Regions from separate parts of the Zea mays genome. Here region 1 is linked to region 2. The links are chromatin contacts, called in public Hi-C maps. All regions are on one chromosome and are shown on one strand. The core of a region is the stretch at or near the end of the contact, and the rest is flanking DNA. Distances in the headings are between cores, read along the strand shown. Region 1 holds the start of LOC100384795. Region 2 holds the start of LOC103634514 (abscisic acid receptor PYL4-like).

Evidence for each region. A called contact is a pair of places that touch in the nucleus more often than the background predicts.
Region 1: a contact with region 2 is called in a Hi-C map of root tip, with 3 times the contacts expected there. The contact joins the promoter of LOC100384795 here to the promoter of LOC103634514 in region 2. A contact is called at or near these places in 8 of 25 Hi-C or Micro-C datasets (bundle sheath, ear, leaf and 2 more) and 1 of 3 datasets of contacts at active chromatin or transcription factors (leaf).

Annotation. Positions count from the first base shown.
Region 1 is chr1:46,236,358-46,241,588 of Zm-B73-REFERENCE-NAM-5.0, forward strand. LOC100384795 reads left to right here and starts at 3,904. Exons shown (of 2, transcript NM_001177241.2): 1 at 3,904-5,231. The coding sequence starts at 4,013.
Region 2 is chr1:46,070,383-46,075,378 of Zm-B73-REFERENCE-NAM-5.0, forward strand. It overlaps LOC103634514 (abscisic acid receptor PYL4-like), which reads right to left and starts at 2,253. Exons shown (of 1, transcript NM_001319727.2): 1 at 1,136-2,253. The coding sequence starts at 2,176. The coding sequence ends at 1,514.

The DNA.
Region 1 (5,231 bases), core at 2,654-5,153, 170 kb after region 2:
AGGGGTTCAAAGGCTGGCCCCCCGAAGAGTTCGACAGCCGCCCCAGAACACGCAGAGCGAGGGATGACTCTGGGTACGTCCGATACATGGCCGAGGCTCGGGCTATGCTCCCGAGGTACCCTAGGACATTTCCGAGACCAGCAGGAGCGATTCTGTAACGGAATCCCATCAGAGGGAGGCATCGAGCCCTTGGACCCTATCAAACGGGACCGGGTCCGGCAAATCACCTGCAGGTACTTTTAAAGAGCGCCTCTGGGCCACTAGCCGACCCTTATCGAATGGGGCACGGGCGTCCACCGGATCACCCGTTAGCAACTCACTGGAGACACCATGTTCGACGCCCTCCGAGGGCAACATGGCGCTTCCCCCCCCCCTCCTCCTTGCGGAAAGGCGACGAAGGGGCGTATGATAAAAGTCGAGTCAGTCCTTGACCGTCCTCTCGCTCTGTGCAGAGGCTCGGGGGCTGCTCTCGCAAACCCGGCTCCGGCCAAACCGTTGACAGCGTCAACATACCAACCCGAGAACTCGAAACCTGACCATGCACCCGGGCTACGATCAGATCGCATGAGGGAACAATCAGACCGGCTGAGGCGTCACGAAAGGCACTAAGACCTCGGAGGAGTCAAACCACTCCTCCGAGGCCTCGGGGGCTACACCCGGCGAGTGTGCTCGCGCGCACCCACCGGAACAAAATGTAACCGAGAAAGGCCGGTCCCCTTGCAAAAGTGCGACAAAGCCTCCAAGAGAGTACCAACACTCTCTTTGAGGCTCGAGGGCTACTATCGGGGACCATAATTAGGGGTACCGCCAAGACTCCTAAACTCGGCTGGTAATCACCATCAGCACAAGCTGCAAAAGCCTGATGGGCGCAATTCAGGTCAAGGCTCCGTCCACTCAAGGGACACGATCTTGCCTCGCTCGAGCCCAGCCTCGGGCAGGGACAGTAGACCCAAGCGGATTCACGCCTCGCCCGAGGGCCTCCTCAAGCAACGGGCGCACCTTCGACTCGCCCGAGGCCCAGCTCGGGCAGGCTTCGCAGTGAAGCAACCTTGGCCAGATCGCCTCGCCAACCGACCGTATCGCAGGAGCATTCAATGCAAGGATCGCCTGACACCTTATCCCTGACGCGCGTTCCTCAGTCGACAGGGCCGAAGTGATCGCATTCACTTTGCCCCTCCACTGACTGACCTGACAGGAAAACAGCGCTGCCTGCCCTGCTCCGACTGTTGTGCCACCCGCCAGGGTGAGGCTGACAGCAGCCGAGTCCAGCCTCAGGCGCCATAGGAAGCTCCGCCTCGCCCGACCCCAGGGCTCGGACTCAACCTCGACCTCGGAAGACGGTCTCCGCCTCGCCCGACCCCAGGGCTCGGACTCAACCTCGACCTCGGAGGAGTCACCGCCTCGCCCGACCTTGGGCTCGGACCGACCACGTTACAGGGGGATACATCATTACCCTACCCCTAGCTAGCTCAGGCTACGGGGAACAAGACCGGCGTCCCATCTGGCTCACCCCGGTAAACAAGTAATGATGGCACCCCGCGTGCTCCCATGACGACGGCGGTTCTCAGCCCCCTACGGAAGCAAGGAGACGTCAGCAAGGTCCCGACAGCCCCGATAATTGTGCTTCTACAGGGCTCAAGCGCTCCTTCGACGGCCACGACATCACATGCACAGGGCACTAACATCTCTCCGACAGCCACGTCGGCATGTACATAGGGCTCTGGCTCCTCTCTGCCGGACAGGTTAGCATATTGCTACACCCCCCATTGTACACCTGGGCCCTCTCCTTACATCTATAAAAGGAAGGTCCAGGGCCCTCGTACGGGGAGGTGGCCGCGCGGGAGGACGGGCTGACGGACGGGCTCTCTCTCTCTCTCTCTCTCCCTCGCGAACGCTTGTAACTCCCTACTGCAAGCGCATCCACCCTGGGCGCAGGACAACACGAAGCCGCTGTTTTCCCCCTCCTTGTGTTCCGTCTCGCGCCGACCCATCTGGGCTGGGGCACACAGCGACAATTTACTCGTCAGTCCAGGGACCCCCCGGGGTCGAAACGCCGACACCCTCCCTTTGCTTATAGGCCAGATTCTAAGTTTTTTTAACTATTAGATGTTTTCCCATTTTTCAGACTTCAAACGTTTAAAAATGGTTAGGTGATATGGCACACATGTGCACGAGTGAGAATGCACCACAACACCAAACCAGACTACTACCGACCTATTCATATCGATACCCATCCAGCCAACCAATCAGAACTAAACATGTGCCAACATGACTGTCCAATGCACACAACAGTATCATCGTTCAATTCCAACAGAAATATGGTCCAACGCGGTCTTGACTGACCGATCACTGATCCGTCGATCGACCAAAGTTAGGACTGATACAGTTGGTACCAATTGATCGCCCGTCGAGCCACATCACCGTCTATTATCAACCGGTGTTGAAATCAGCCTAATTGGGTATCACCCACCAATATCTCCGTCTCGAGGAATCATTTATTCATTTTTGCTATTTGCTATCTATGGTTGAAAGAACTCGAGTCCTTGTCGTGTCCTGACTATCTCCAGCAGACTCACTATTTCACTCACTATCCTACTCTTTATTTTAAAATTCTCTCTTAAATAATGTATCTATAGTGTAAACTATAGTGTAAAACAGTGTTATGCATGAGAAGTTGCGGGAGTTGGCATGAATCCCTGCTGTGAAGTTTGGTACCGGTGCCCTGCACGGCGGTGGCAATTTCTTCAGAAGGCAGATAGGGACTGGCTGACATTGCAGCCCGAAATCCGGGCTCCGAATTCCGTCACAGTGGCATCGGTCGATGTGACTTGTGGCTTCCCACTCTTTCCCGTTCGATAGCCCTTCCCTTCAGAAGGCCGAGGCAGAACTCCTGAGCCGCCGCTTTCGATTTGCCCTTTCCGTCCTTTTTTTGAACCGATCCTTTCGTTGGTGCATGGGTATCTGCACCTAACTTGGGTATTGGCCGTTGGCGTCCTGGCGATGCAGCCCAGATGGCAGGCAGGTCAAAACCCCACACCGAACGGAGGCCATGGGCGTGTGTGCGCCGATGCGCGCCCTGTGCACATTCCTCCAGTACACCACGGCTCGGCGACCATAGCAGTAGGCTAGCAGGGGGCAGGGGCTGGCAGACAGATCCTGAGCAAAATCCATCGGGTCTTCCCGTTGCCAAACGACGTTTTCTGATCTCTCCCTGTGGCTGGTCGCTGACGCACCGGGTCCCAGCGGGCCGTGGGGATCCACGCCCGGCGTCCGCGTGCCGGTGCTGGCCGGCACCGAGCGGGGGCACTAGACTCTCATTTTGCCGGATCGCTGCTCGTCCCGGCCTCCCCCAGATCAGGATCATCGTCATCGATCGATCGCCCGCCCAGCCCCCAGCTCTTGTTAATTACTGCTGCCATTAACTCCCACGCTGCTTTCCATGTACGGGCGCACGTGCTCGCCCTTCGATCCCCGCGCGGCGGTCTCTGTCCGGCGGGCTCCACCGGCCACCGCCGGGGAGCTAGCCGTTGGGGGAGACCAGACCACGGCACAGGACAGGGTACAGACACCCCGCGCGGCAGCGTCACTATCCTGTGGCTTAACTCCTGCTGCCGTGCTGCTCCTGCGCTGAATGGGATAAAGACCGGATTCTTTCCCGCCGCGCGGGACCCGCGGTGTCAGCGCCCGCGTCCGTAACGTATAGGACGACCGGTTTTTAAAACTCCAAATCGTCTGTCTCCCCCCGCACCGCAGACAAGGACTGAGATAGCCGTTAGTTAGCGCATCTGAGTTGAATCGGCCTAGCAGCTAAATTATTCCCTCCTTTTTTTTCCCCTTCTGCCATGCTCCTGTCCTACAACGCTTATATAGAGCGCGCGGTAGCATCGCTTTCCCCGCTAGCCAGAAACCAAGAAAAGCTCCTAGTCCTAGGTTGGAGCGGTTGCGTTGTGCTAGCTACACTAGATTCTAGCTAGAGAGCTAGTAGCTACTTGCATTAGGCTACTAGCCGGCCATGGGTTGCTGCCGCACCGGCGTCCACTGCGGTGCTGGACCGAGAAGAAACCAACTGCGGCGATGTTGGGGTGGTGGGGGCTCGCTCGTGCTGCTATTGCTGCTGGTGGCGGTGGCGGTGCCGGCGCGAGGGCAGCGGTCGGACGGCGTGGTGATCGCGCAGGCGGACCTGCAGGGGCTGCAGGCCATCCGCCAGGCGCTGGTGGACCCGCGCGGGTTCCTGGCCGGCTGGAACGGCACGGGCCTCGACGCCTGCTCCGGCGGCTGGACGGGGATCAAGTGCGCGCGGGGCAAGGTCGTGGCCATCCAGCTCCCTTTCAAGGGCCTTGCCGGCGCGCTCTCCGACAAGGTCGGCCAGCTCGCCGCGCTCCGGAGGCTCAGCTTCCACGACAACATCATCGGCGGCCAGGTGCCCGCCGCGCTCGGCTTCCTCCGGGAGCTCCGCGGCGTCTACCTCCACAACAACCGCTTCGCCGGTGCCGTGCCTCCGGCGCTCGGCGCCTGCGCGCTCCTGCAGACGCTCGACCTCAGCGGCAACTCTCTCTCGGGGAGTATCCCTTCCGCCCTGGCCAATGCCACTCGCCTCTATAGGGTCAACCTCGCGTACAACAACCTCTCCGGTGTCGTGCCGGCCAGCCTCACTTCCCTCCCGTTCCTCGAATCCCTTCAGCTCAACAACAACAATCTCAGCGGCGTAATTCCGCTCACCGTTGGCAGTCTCAGATTGCTCCACGATCTTTCTCTCGCTAGCAATTTGATCGGTGGAAGCATCCCGGATGGGATTGGCAACGCCACAAAGCTCAGAAACCTTGATCTCTCTGACAACCTTTTAGGTGGTAGCCTCCCTGAGTCACTCTGCAACCTCACTTTGTTAGTGGAGCTCGATCTCGACGGGAACGACATTGGTGGACACATCCCGGCATGCTTTGACGGGTTCAGGAATCTGACCAAGCTGTCCATGAGGAGGAATGTCCTCGACGGCGAAATCCCGGCGACTGTCGGGAACCTCTCGGCACTGTCACTGTTCGACGTGTCTGAGAACAACCTCACCGGAGAAATTCCGACCTCCTTGAGTGGCCTTGTCAATCTCGGTTCTTTCAATGTGTCCTACAACAATCTCTCGGGACCTGTGCCTGCAGCTCTCTCCAACAAGTTCAATTCTAGCTCGTTCGTTGGAAACCTTCAGCTCTGTGGCTTCAATGGCTCTGCCATTTGCACTT
Region 2 (4,996 bases), core at 1,003-3,502:
AGAGGAAGAGGTCCAGTCCGTCCGGCAGATACGGTAGTACAGCAGCCCGTTCCAGAAGGCAAAAGAAGCAAGTGGATCGATCGGGTGGAGGAAAAGATCGCCCATAAGCCAAATTGCCAAGTAGACAGGGGAAATTAAATAAAGGAGCGGAGGGAAGCAGCCGTGCGATGCTAATCACGCGCGATCTGACACACACGCAAGTTGATCGCCCCCCCCCCCACTTGCGCAGTTATTTACGCGCGTCACGTACGTGTGCTGACCTGGCCTGTCCCCGTGCGTGCTCCCTCTTCCTCCCGCTCTTTCTCTTTTACCGACGACGGCCAAGTTGCCGCCGCCGGTCTCGATCGCAACGTACGCGCAAGTTGCAGGTAGCCAGCGACCTGCTGTCTCTTTTACAACTAACAATAATAATAGCGTGCTCCCGTGTTATCTGTATAGGAGAAATGCTAGTAGTAAATAAATTATTAGAAGCGAGGTCAAGGAGCGCTTTGGAAACGGAACGGCCGGTGGAAGAGGGCGGGGCGCGATAGGTGGGTGGTGGTGGTGGTAGTGGTGGATTGGAAGAAGCAAGCAACGACAGGGCGGGCCTCCGCCCGCGCAAGTTGGCCTGGCTGGCTGGCTGGGACGGGTAGTACAGCTCGAGACGTCGCGACGCGCCGCAAGTGGGCGGCACTTTGGCCGCGCGCACCCTGGGTTTCGCTTATCGTCTCAACAAAGGGCTCCAACTCCATCGTCGTCCTCCGGCTCCCCCACTCCTACGGCTACCATGAATGATAGGGTCCGATGACCGAGTGGCTAGAAATCAATCTCTGTACGGACACGGGACACCCCTCCCCCCACCCCTGTGATGATGTGATTGTAAACTAAATATAATGGTGGTCGATCTCTGCTAAACTAGCTAGCTAGCTAGTCGCTTCTCGTGTATGTCGATCGTCGCTTTTGAGTATATGCAGTTTTATATTGGATGCTGCTTTGTGTATACTGCACATATCGTACGTGTTCCAGATAAATCGAACTGATCAGGTATATATGTATGTAGAGATAAATAGATGCATGACTGGCTGGTGTTACTGTTGCTACTTCCTCATCAGCTTGCTGCGTGTTACAAGCTCGATCGATCGAAAAGTTTCATGCTCTCCACAAACCATATCTCTGTTACCATCAAACATATATACATCCAGAGGAATCGATCGTGCGCCAGAACTTAGATCTCTACAGATTTACTTGTCATCTTGTTGATCGTCTCTCGAATCTCTGCACAAGCGAGAGTAGCTAGGGAGGGCTTGCTGTGCTGTGTGTCTCTCGCAACAACGAGAAAAAAGAATAATAACGAAAACCAAGGGGGACACTAATGTGAAAAGGCCAAAGAAGAAGGAGAGAGAGAGAGAGACAGAAGGTCACGCGCCGTACAAACACGCATCCCTCCTCCCTCCGATCCGGTCCTTCCTCCCCGGAAAAAAAAAGAAAACCATCGATCACCCAACGGAGATGGAGTCCCCTCCTCCGTCCACGCCTACACGGCCGCGAGCTTCTCGGCGGTCGTGGCCAGCGACTGGAGGTTGCACTTGACGATGGTGTCGACGAACACGCGGGTGTCCTCGGGGGTGTTGCCCGGCGGCACGTCCACCACGTACGACTCCACGACCACGGTGGCGGCGTCGGGCGCGGCCGGGGACGGGTGGACGGTGGTGACCGAGAGGTAGTTCCGGAGCCGGTGCTCGCCGCCCACGACGCGGAAGCTGAGCACGTGGCTCTCGTCGTCCAGGACCTCCAGGCGCTCGCGGCTGGACGCCGCGGGGAGCCCCGACACCACGCGCACCTCGCGGAGGGTGCCCACGCCGCCGTCGCCCGCCAGCAGCGCGCAGCTGCGCACGAACCGCTTGTACACCTGCGGCTGGTCGAACCGCCGCACCACGGACCACACCGCCGCCGCCGGCGCCGCCACGTGCTGCACCACCGCGGAGCAGCACCGCCCGGGCCCCGCCGCCGCGTGCTCGTGGTGCCGCGCTGCCTCCGCCGGCACCTCGCCGTCGTGCGCCCCGCACCGCATCCCCCCCGCGCTCGCCGCGACGGCCGCGGCCACCTCCGCCGCGCACCCGACGCCGCCGCCGAGGACCCGCCCGCGGCCGTGCTGGTGCGGCATGCCGCCGGGGCTGGACGCCTGGATGCACGGCATCTTTGCGGCTAGCTGCCTGCTTGTCCTTGTCCTCCTGCTCCGATTTCGTCTCCTGATCTCGTGTGCGCTGGAATTTCTTGCGGCGACGGGTTGGGGTTAGTGAAGAGAGGTTGATCAGGGGCACAGCCATTTATATATGCAAAGTGGGCCAACTTGTCCTGGCTCGCACTGTTGCATATGGAGTATCCAGTTGTGTCATGTGTGCTCACTTTAATTAATTCGACTATAAATCATCTTTAAGTGGGCTCTACATTTTAGCAATTTGCCCAAGTTGCATTCTTGGGGGTGAGGGGACCTGTACCTGTGGGCTGTGGGGTGGGGAGAGGAGGACCGGAGGAGGGGTTTTGCCTTCTTGATATTTTTTTCGATAATTTAACGAGAAAAATTGAAATATCTTGGAGACTGGCCGCTAAGGAAGTGGGGGTAAATAGGTGGTGTCATGTTTTTTTTTCACAATATCAAGGAAATATGACATGCACCTATAATCTATACTATACTTAAAGCACCAGTTTCAACGGTCGTCGCGCGTCATCTTTTTTACAAATAACCTCTCACAGCTATTTCAAATTAATCCGTTGCACGTCTATAAATGGCTAAACGGCGGCCCGGCACGGGCCAGACGCGCGCGGGTCACAACTCTGACCCAGGCACGTCATACCGGCCTGCTGACTGTTCCGAGCCAGCCCGTTAGTCCGTCGGCCCATTTGATTAAATTAGCGTAAAAATGTTAAAATATAGTGCAGGAGGTGGGATTCGAACTCATGCCCTAATGAAAGAAGGGTAGGAGACACTAGGTAAAGTTATCTAACCAATAGAATATCATGCTCAAATGTTTTTAATATTGAATATAAATTATATATATTTATATACGTTTTTTGTAAAATAAAAATATATAATCGTGTCGAGCCGGACCAGCACTACGGACCGATGCTACAGCTCAAGCACGACACGACGTTCTTGACTCTTGCAAGCATTAGGTCGTTTCTGAGACCACATTGACGCAATGGACTCTATGGTGTTTGAGGTTGCTGAATTGGATGGAGCAACAATAATTTATCACAATAACAGTAAAATGAAAGGTTATTTATTGGTTTTAAATGTTAGTAATTGCTACAAAGTAGCATAATTTATATGGAGCGCATCCAGTTTTTATTGATGCCTGACTTTAGCAATCACTTCATATTTTGATTTATCTTTTTTATAAGTTTGAGTTCATGTGACTTATTTTAGAAACTTGAGCTCACAAACTTTCTCTTATTTGGTCTTTGTATTGTGGAATTATGTCATTTTACAATCTTTGTGCGTTCAGTCAGTCGTTGTGAACTCTCTTCTAATCGCTCACTTCATTGGCCGTGTTGTACCAAGACATATTGGATGGAGTAAATAATAACATCGGTTAGCTAAATCAAAAAATATTATACGGAGAGCAGAGACAATCAATAAAAAATCTTAAATTTTTTTGTTGATAAGATATATGAGTATTGTTGTAAGCCGTTGCAACGCACGGGCAACCGACTAGTATACTTTTTAAGTGCTACTTCAAACCGCCAGGGCATTTTCCTTAAAGGTTCCATACTGGTGTCAAGTTAATGATATATTCTTTTAGGGTTTAACTTTACCCATCAAGAAAAAAAATTAGCCGCTAAAGATATCCTATTTTCTGGTAGTAAGAGAAAACAAGGTTGCTTTATGTGCTATTAAGGTTAATTCAATTTAAAAACTAAAAAAAGATTACACACGTATTTAATTCTAGACATTTGATAAGGGCTAGAAGTTGTCAATGACGACATCGTCTCTACTCTATAAAGCATCAGTTTCTATGGTTTCCACATTCACGTTATGTCATCCTTCCTCTTTCATGATTTATACAAAAATAAGATAAAGTTGTGAACAGACGAGGGTTAAAACCTTGATTGTAGGCTCTAGAGTTAAACCCACATAATCAACAAAACATACATATTTTTACGTTTTATTGAAACAAAGTCTATCTATATGATATATAGCAGCAGTACCAATGCACAAACATCCATCTCAAAATAGTATTCTTTTTATACTAAACATACATTTATTAGTAAATCTAAGAATGTGATTGATATGTATGTCTAGATTCATTATCATTTATTTAAATATGGACGAAAAAGGACTAGAAAACTATATTTTAGAACAGATAGAGCATTTATTTATGCAACCGATGTTATATGCTCCACCCATTCCAAGATGTATACCATTTCGATCTTATGCTAAGTTATATTTTAGTTCTGAGTTCTGACTAAATTTAAATAAATACATACTAATATCTGTAGTGGACACAAAAGGCACTTACAATACATATTACATGGTGATTTAACTAAGCTTACTTTGACACTTTGGGATATTAATGATTTTTTTATAAATTTGGTTAAATGCAGAGAATTCTAACTCAGCACAAAACTAAAACGGCCTATATTTTGTGACGGAGCAAGTGCCTTCTAATAACATTTAAAAAGTTTACGTACAACCATCGTATAATAATGCACGCAGGTTTGAGAAACGTAATTTTAAAACTAGCTTTGTTATAGAAGTTGCGAGGTTGGATGGCCGGTATGTATCACTACTGTAATATTTAAAAGATGCATGTTAAGCAAAGTGGGCAAGCAACACCGTAAACCTCTGCTATATTAAAGAACTAGTTTCAACGATCGACTTTCATCATTTTTTTACAAACACACCCCTGAAATTTTACGAATCAGTCCACTGTCCTACGCACTTTTCTGTCTCGCCTCCCTCTGGGCCTACACCATATTCGTCCCCAACCTCCCTCCCCACGCTGCCTCCCCACGC